3 separate regions of the Rattus norvegicus genome follow, and regions 2 and 3 are each linked to region 1. Evidence: chromatin contacts called from public Hi-C data. All regions are on one chromosome and are shown on one strand. Each heading gives the region's core, a stretch centred on a gene start, on an enhancer-like site or on the middle of the called end of the contact. The rest is flanking DNA. Distances are from core to core; before and after follow the strand shown. Region 1 holds the start of Mtss1 (MTSS I-BAR domain containing 1). Region 2 overlaps LOC134479916 (a long non-coding RNA gene). Region 3 holds the start of Sqle (squalene epoxidase).

What was found. Hi-C and Micro-C count contacts between places; a contact is called where the count stands out from the background.
Region 2: a contact with region 1 is called in a Hi-C map of liver, with 2.6 times the contacts expected there. The contact joins the enhancer-like site here to the promoter of Mtss1 in region 1. A contact is called at or near these places in 7 of 12 Hi-C or Micro-C datasets (the A7r5 cell line, Schwann cells, frontal cortex and 3 more) and 1 of 1 datasets of contacts at active chromatin or transcription factors (oligodendrocytes).
Region 3: a contact with region 1 is called in a Hi-C map of mammary epithelial cells, with 3 times the contacts expected there. The contact joins the promoter of Sqle here to the promoter of Mtss1 in region 1. A contact is called at or near these places in 2 of 12 Hi-C or Micro-C datasets (hepatocytes and mammary epithelial cells) and 1 of 1 datasets of contacts at active chromatin or transcription factors (oligodendrocytes).

What each region holds. Positions count from the first base shown.
Region 1 is chr7:92,516,016-92,518,715 of GRCr8, forward strand. Mtss1 (MTSS I-BAR domain containing 1) reads right to left here and starts at 1,288. Exons shown (of 16, transcript NM_001130563.1): 1 at 1,105-1,288; 2 at 755-888. The coding sequence starts at 1,135.
Region 2 is chr7:92,721,104-92,723,803 of GRCr8, forward strand. It overlaps LOC134479916 (a long non-coding RNA gene), which reads right to left. Exons shown (of 5, transcript XR_010053826.1): 4 at 1-2,700. Among named protein-coding and RNA genes, the nearest start is that of Sqle, 36 kb to the right of the region's middle. Within about 2 kb of position 1,253, at least 42 of the 93 cell types and tissues checked have an H3K27ac peak or open chromatin away from gene starts, as enhancers often do. A contact at or near this core is called in hepatocytes and liver, where this site is marked.
Region 3 is chr7:92,756,924-92,759,623 of GRCr8, forward strand. It overlaps Sqle (squalene epoxidase), which reads left to right and starts at 1,252. Exons shown (of 11, transcript NM_017136.2): 1 at 1,252-1,607. The coding sequence starts at 1,320. LOC134479916 (a long non-coding RNA gene) reads right to left here and starts at 347. Exons shown (of 5, transcript XR_010053826.1): 1 at 297-347.

The DNA of each region.
Region 1 (2,700 bases), core at 38-2,537:
CGCGCGCACTCACACGCATACACAATCCTTTCCAGAGAATAGTGGGGTGTGGATGTGTGTTTGAGGGAACTGGGTATAGTAGTTTTGGAAACCTCAACCTTGCCTTCCCGCTGTGAGCCTCTCAGCCTCGGGTACCCTGAAAGACTACCCTGGGAACTTCAGCGCCGAGCCCCGGGGGAGGGTATGTGGAAGGCAAGGAGCACCATCAGCAGCTCTGGAACAGACTAATTAATAACTAATTTGTTCAGACTCCCCTACTCCAGGTAGACCTGAAAGCCAAGCTTGTAACAACCCTGCCATCCAATCTCCCAGGCCGGAAGACTCCTTCCTGCAGCCAGGCAGAGCCCCCACTACCGCTCCACCACCGCGCCAAGCACCCCACCCCAAACCCAGGGAGTCAGGTGTCCTCCAGGGCGTCCATCCTCCACGGGTCGCAGACACTCAGTCCAGGGACAGACAATGGAAAACTTGGAACTAGGGCCCTTAGCCCCCAAAGGAACAAGATGGTGTCGCCCCCTGGGATTATGAATGCAGGGGATGGCAAGTAGCATCAGACTCTCCCCACTATCCCCCGGGAAGTCGCCTGCCCAGTGACCCAGCACAGCCTGAGCAGCGCGGCTGGTGAGCAGGTGACACCCGGGTCGCCAGAGCTCCCGCAGGTGGCCAGCAGCAGGGCGCAGGCGAGAGCCATGCCGGCCGCGGTGAGGGGAAGCCCCGCGGCGAGGTCAAAACAGCCGCGCCCCCGGCGTCCTACCTTCATGTCGCTGATGATGGTCTGGAAGAGGCCTCCGAGCGCGCTGCATTCCTTCTCGATCACAGCCTCCATTTTCCCGGCGCGGCGGGGACAGGACACGCTCTCGGGGCGGCTGCACTGCGCACGGGGCCGGGCTCGCTCAGCCCGGGAGCTGTTTCACCCTGGGAGCGACCTGCCTCCGGCTCGCCGCCGGTTTTGCAGAGAGCACGCGGTGCTCGCAATTTACTGCACTCTGCCCCCCAAGTCCCAATCCGAAACGCCCAGCCGCTCCGGAGGGCGAGTCGCCTACGTGCAGTGTTCGGCTCCTGGCCTCAAAAATGCCCGGGGAAGACTGACAATCAAGCCACCACGGGTGCCCATGACGGAAACGGCAAAGCCCATCTTGGTGCAGAGAAAACCGCCCGCTGACCCGGGGCCAGCGCCATTTAAGAAAAAAAAAAAAGATATTTTTTCCAAATATATTTTTTCCGAAACTCCAAAATAAAGAAAGAGAGAACGAAATAGGGCAGCAGCAGACGAGGTCAGCTCGCGTCGCCCGGATCTGTTGCTCGCAGACGCGGCCGCCGCCTCCTTTTTACTCCTGTGCGCCCGGCCCCGCGCTTGCTCTGGCGGAGCTCCCGGGGTTGTTGAGAGGAGCGCACGCGCGCTCGCGACCGTGAGTCTGGCGCGGGAGCGCGGGGAAAGCGCGCGCTCGCGGCCCGTGCGTGCGCCGCCCGAGGGCGGGGCTGGGAGCGCACGCTGGCGGAGAGGCGTGCTGGGTGCCTGCTGCAAGGAGGAGCTGGCGCTAGGGTAGGCGAGCCCGCTGTGCGTCTCCCGGACACTCAGAGCGCCTCGTGCAGGGGGCCTCTGAGTGGGGAGGGAGGAGCAGCGCCCAACCGCCCACAATGGCAGCTAGTGAAGCAGCGCTGCCCCGCTGGCCCCGCCCCTCGTGCAAGGTCGGCTGGTTGCTCGCTGCGCCCCGCACCTGGTGAGCGACCAGCCCGGCTGGAAAGCTGCTACTGCTCCCGCTACCGCAGCCTGAGGAGAGGCCTCTTCGATGATGTCAGGACTGCAGCGCCGAGTCACGGTTGCAGGGAGCTAGCTACAAGATTGGGACGAGATAAGGAAGAGTATCCTGCAGTGGGATGCTGAATTCCATAAAGTTGCAGGGCGCTAGATTGATCTGCTGAGGCAGAGTAAACGCAGAGGGCATCAGGGTTCCTAATCGCTTGCTCATCTGTCTGTACAGATCGCTGGCTGCGTGGGGCTTGAATGGTTGATGGTTTTCAAGCCAGTGTTGCCTAACCACAGAAAGCCCCTTGAGAAGTTTAACAAAAGGCACCAAAGACTTAGGTGAACTTGATAATTGTGTCCCTAGCTCCACTGCCCAACTCCATAGCCAGGAGCACTTAATTCTTAAGTCTTCCGGTGTCTGGTAGGGGATCAAATGGGCAACTTGTAAACGAACTTAAAGCACCTATTTGAACCGTTTGCAAGAGTAAACGCAGCCCTTGTCAAGCTTGACCGAAAGGATCGTGTCAAATACTGTAGTCCCTATTAACTCAGTTTTATAAGTCATTCTTTAAACACTGATCAAGAGGGTGTCGGAAACTCTGCACAGAACGCTGATGTTTGCATTTTCCTTCAGGCCACTCAGCTCAACTCAGAGCATCTCCCGGACATCTGGAGAGGCCAAACCTTCAGTAAGTCACTGGTCTCTGAGGCAATCCTGCCGCTTCCGGTCCCTAAGGATATTCAGTTGCAAATGCCTCATCCTTACCCTGCCTGTATTAGTGCTTGACACGTGGTTGGTTCTCTGGGATTATTATTTTGATGTTAATGTCGCTGGTATTCTAATGACCTAGGTAACTGGAGAGCTTGACTGGCTAGTTCAAGTTCCAGTTTAAAACCTATGAACCCCGGGGTTGAGGATTTAGCTCAGTGGTAGAGCTCTTGCCTAGCAAGCT
Region 2 (2,700 bases), core at 3-2,502, 210 kb after region 1:
TGATTAAGTGTCATATTGCAGGCTCATGGCAGGAAGTAGAATAGAATGGACCTGCACAGTGAGGACAGACACTGTCTTGTCTCCTCGCAGATGGCTGCCTTTTGGCTCCAGGGCTCTGGCCAGCAGTCCTGAGCTACAGCCATGACCTACTTTTTGTTCAGCCGGTTAGCCGTATGGCCTATTTCTTTCCGGCAGAATTATTTCCCAACAGTGGCTGGGTATGGCATGCTGAGCACAGCATTTACGCACTTGAATTCGAAGAAAGAAAAACCCCTTTAAACATGCAGAACAGTATTCTGGAGCTGGGAAAAATTAAGATCAGAGTCTCAGATGGTTCTCTGCTTTCATTCACATCGGTTTCCCTTCTACAACTGCCCCAATTGTGTGTGTGTGTGGGGGGGGGTATGGGTTGCTCTACCAAGTACTTTCCACCTAGAATACAACTCTTTCCCAAGCTCGCTTTTCATAGTGGCATCTTAAGTTGCTAATAAAACCCCACTGTCCACAGAGGGCCCTGCTGTGGGAATCAAGGGAAGAGTGAGAATGTGGGTAAGTGATGTTAAGGTGGTAATTAGGCAAGGTAATTAGACCCTGTTGAAAGAGCTGAGCTGCAAAGTGCAGCGTGATAAAGGGGCTGCCTAGACAACTAAATGGGTGTAATTAGATACAAAAGCTCCCATTCTCTCTTCCTTTTTGCTTCTCAGGCTTTTTCTGATTCTCAAGTCCAAACCTGCTGGTACTCAATGTTTTTCCCCCTGCAGTCCCAGAGACTTGGTGAGTGTTCTGTCCCTCTGCCTGCAACCTCCCCCTAGTCTGCACCCTTTCTCTACCTCATTGCCACACTCTTCCCAAAACAGAGCTGCAACCTCTAAGGATTTTTCAGAGCACACGGTTGCAAAATCAGCCAGCTGGGAAGTAAAAACCCTGTACACTTCTGACAGCCATGGGCTCCTGTTTTAGTTCCCGACTCTCCTCGGAAATTGATTGGATGGCTCCATTCGCTCTGGACATAAGGCTCCACCCCCTGTGGGCTTTGACTCCTGCCCCAGATGATCTTTTCAACACACAAATTGCAACCCTCAAAGCCCTGCTGGCTTTCCAGTGTACACACAGTAGTCCCTAGGCTCCTTCCCTGGCGTCTATGTCCTCCGTGATCTGACCTCTTCGGCCGCCTCGTTCTCCCTCTGCACCCCACGATGTGATATGCCTGCTTGGTCTGACTCCACTGTGCGTTTCCTGCCTCCACGTCTCTGCACTCGGGATATTTGGACTGCCCAGTCCCTCCCCCATCGTGTCAGCTGGTGTCACCTCCCCCAGGAAGTCGGCTTCCTTCACCTTCCACGCCAGCCAGCCAGCGGTTCTCAAACTCCTTGGTGCTTTTGTTTTCTGCACTAAACCACAACCGGAAACTGTCTCTTGTTGATCCTCACCACCTCACCACCAGGCTGCAGACTCCCCTTGAGAGTAAACGTTCATTTTCCCTGTTAAAGGGATGCATCTGGAGTTCTTCAAACAATGGTGATCTGACAATAACAACAACACATTACTGTTTCTCCTGTACCTACCTTGGGCAGCCACATTCACTTTTCAACACCTGTCAGTTTGCCTCCGGTTTCAGTGATCTCTTCCAGCCCAGACCTTCATGTTATTTTCCTGAGTTACTTGCTACTGTGCTTTTTAACACAAACACCGAGACCAAAAGCAGCTTGGGGTGGAAACAGTTTATATTGCCTTACAGGGCCATCACGAAAGGAATCCAGGGCAGGATCTCAAGCAAAAACCTGGAAGTGGAAACTGAAACAAGAGACCATGGAGGGGTGCTGCTTACGAGTTTGCTTCCTGGGGTTTACTCACCCGCTTTCTTATGACACCCAGGACTACCTGCTCAGGATGGCACCATCCACAGTGGAACGGGCCCTCTACATCATCAATAAAGTGCTCCGTAGACTTGCCTACAGGGCAATCTGGTGGAGATCGTTCCTCACCTGAGTGAGGTTACTACTTTCCAGATGACCCCTGCTTCCGTCAAGTTGACAAACAAAACAAAACAAAAAAAACAAAAACAAAAAACCCCACCCAACACACATGGACTTCAGTCACTCACTTGCTAACACCTATGAGGAGCCCAGAAGCCCAGCTCAGAAACGACACTTTCACCAAGTCCAGCACGTTTCTAATTTAATGGGAATCAGGCAAACAACTCAGTACGGTGGTCCCGGATACGGGAGTACAGCAGAGAATTACTATATGCCCCAAGGGATGGAGAGGGTAGGGACGGAGAGGGTACAGGTGGAGAGGGTAAGGGTAGTTAGAGGCGGGTAGAGAGTGCAGGAATTGAGAAAGTGGGGGTGGCCAGGGTAGAGATAAAGGAGGTGAGCATGGTGTGTAGGGAAAGAAAGGATAGGGGTGGAGAGTACATTTTTGGAGAAGTTAGGCATCTCCACACTGCAAAGGCTCTGGCCAAGCTTCCAATAAATGACTCTGGAGCAACTGTCTTTAGGAATTCCCAAAAAGATCAGCAGCGGCCGAGGGGCGTCTAGGACGGATGAGGTCATTTAGATCCCCGAGCTAGAGAGCTATGCTGTGAGTGCTGTTCACCGAGGCACAGGTTGTGGGCCAGGGCAGGCATTTCAGGCCAGCTTCTGTGGGAACAGAGCCCACCGCTTCGTCTGTCTCTAATGAACTATGTGACCTGGAGTT
Region 3 (2,700 bases), core at 2-2,501, 240 kb after region 1:
GGTGTGCCCCATCTCCACCTACTGACTTCTTTTTCTTTAGCCCTCGTTCACTAATTACGTCAGGTTCGCCCGCCTGTCACGTCCTTCTTGCTCTCCTAGCCCGTGCACTTCCAGTCCGCCGGGATGGCTCCAGCGGCCGGGTTAAGTCTGAGGTCCTCAAGGCCACCAAGGAACTCCTCCAGAGCTAGCCCCACCTTCCGCAGGTGGGACGTGAGTACCCCGCGGCGGCAGCTCCGAGCGGGCACCGCCCCATCCGCCCACCCGACCGGCGCCCACCCCACGCACCCGCCCCTCACCACGCAACATCGCCCTAGCGCCTCTGCGACTGGCGCCGCGCGGAATACGCCGCCTACCATTGGACAAACGTTCTATAGCGCCATCTCAGCCTACCGCGCGGTGCGCGCTCTCATTGGCTCGGAGCGGCGAGGGAGGCGGGGTCTGCTCAAGGGGCGGTGCCACACAGGAGCCCCGCCCCCCGGTCCCGTGGCTGGGCCGAGCCCGCCTAGCAGCTGAAACGCGAGGGGCCGGGCTGCGAGCGGGGCGCGCAGCGGTTACTCTGGTTACTGTCCGCGAGGGATGCTGGGGACCCGGCGGTCTGGAGCGGGCGCCGCGCTCTGAAGGACGCTCATCCGAGACAGCCATTCATCCTTAAAGAAGGCAAGTGTCGGTCGGACAGGTTCCGGGAGGTGACTTCGGGGCTTGCTGAGGAGGGATCTCCAGGGAGAACTGAGCTTCCAGGCTCCGGCCGCGCTTCGGGACGCCGTAGCCATCTTTTGTTGGAGAAGGCTGCCGGGGTGTTGCTAGGGGCGGCTTTCCCAGCACCCAGATTCTTCTACGGCCCGGATTCCTTCCTACTGAGCACCTGCTACTGGTGACAAAGGACCGTTTATAGCTGGACGAGCGGACATCGTAGTATACAGCAACATTCGCACCCCTCTGCCCAGTACAGACCGACCTACCTGTCCATTAGTTGGCTGAATGAAGAAGTGTGTAATCAGGAGCCGTTGAGTAGGCGGGTTTTAAATGCTGCATTTTAAGATCTGGACAACTTAAGATACATTTGTACTCTCAATGATTTAAAAAACTGATCTCATCTGACTCGTGATCCTAAAACTATTGACCGGAAGGAGTTCGGCAGGTCTCCCGGACCCCCTTTGTGAACTACATTTTGGGTAGAACATTTTAATCACCGAAACCCTTCTGAGGAAAAAAAGACTCCCACTGCCCCCTGCAAAAAAACAAAAGCAAAAACAAAAAAACCAAACCCCAAACCCCCAAATCTCAGTCTTAGCTGGTGCCACCAAAGAAGCTTTTGAGCCATGTGGACTTTTCTTGGAATTGCTACTTTCACCTATTTTTATAAGAAATGCGGGGATGTCACCCTGGCCAACAAGGAGCTCCTGCTGTGCGTACTGGTGTTCCTGTCGCTGGGCCTGGTGCTCTCCTACCGCTGTCGCCATCGAAACGGGGGCCTCCTTGGCCGCCATCAGAGCGGCTCCCAGTTCGCTGCCTTCTCAGATATTCTCTCTGCTTTGCCTCTTATTGGCTTCTTCTGGGCCAAATCACCCCCTGAATCAGAAAAGAAAGAACAGCTGGAGTCCAAGAGGGTATGGCTGATTTCACAATGGGCAAATGAATGGGATCTTATTTTAAACTTAAGCTTGAGGTCACAGAGGAAGTTTATGGTTTCTTGAAAAGGCAAGAAAGTGATGGCTTAGAAGCTTAAGTATTCTTAATTGAGTTTCTTTTGTTTTTTAAAGTTGTGGACTATGTTGTGGCTACAATCTTCTATCTTAGGGAAGATCAGAAGCATTTGTTGTCTGATTCTCAGATGGGGTTGAGTATTGATTTGGTGGGAAATGTTAGGATTTCATTTGGAAGACAGACTCATTGTGGCTTTTATTTAAATCTCTGGGTAATAATGATTTTTGTACCTGAGAGAACTGAGTGGAGTTAAGTCCACTCATTAATGTGGCTGACGGGAAAGTGGCAGTTATTTGAAAAGCAATAAAGATGCCCAGCACTTTAAAGTCTTGGGCAAAAATCCCTCCTCCTGCTAGCCATTGACACAATGAATAAGTCAGTGCAGTCAGGCCCTCAGTCAAGTCATAGCTGGGTCTGTAAATATTTCTGATGCTGTTATGTTGAAGGAGTGAAGGGGCCATTGGTAGGTGACCAGAGGGGAGTACAAGAAGAGTACAAGTCAGATCATGTAGGACTTATTGGCCAGGATATGTGAACTTTTCCCCTAGGAGCACAGGCGTGAGAGTAACAGTGCTTGAATTTTTACAAAAATCTAATCAAATACTATTCGGGAACTACGTTGCAGTATGCAGCAGTGAGAGAAAGGATGCTGCTGTGTGGCTGTAGCAGGGTGAGTTACCCACAAAGCAATGCAGACGTTGGGATCTACTTTATTTTACTACGCCCACAGTGCAAGTCAGCAAGGTTGACAGAAGAAAAGAACTTGGCTCTGAAATTTTGGCCCTGCCACTTGTTGCTGTAATACTTTGGGAATGGTTTGATTTCTGTCAAAATCAGTTTCCTGTTCTCTTCGATGAGGATGGTGCCACCGTCGTTGGTAGTCAGGGAGTGAAGTAACTTCCTATTTGCAGAATGCCTGCTGCAGAGCCGTCTAATCAGTAACTAGGTGTTGTCACTAGTCTAAAGGTGGTAGACTCTTAGGAGTAGGTAGGATGT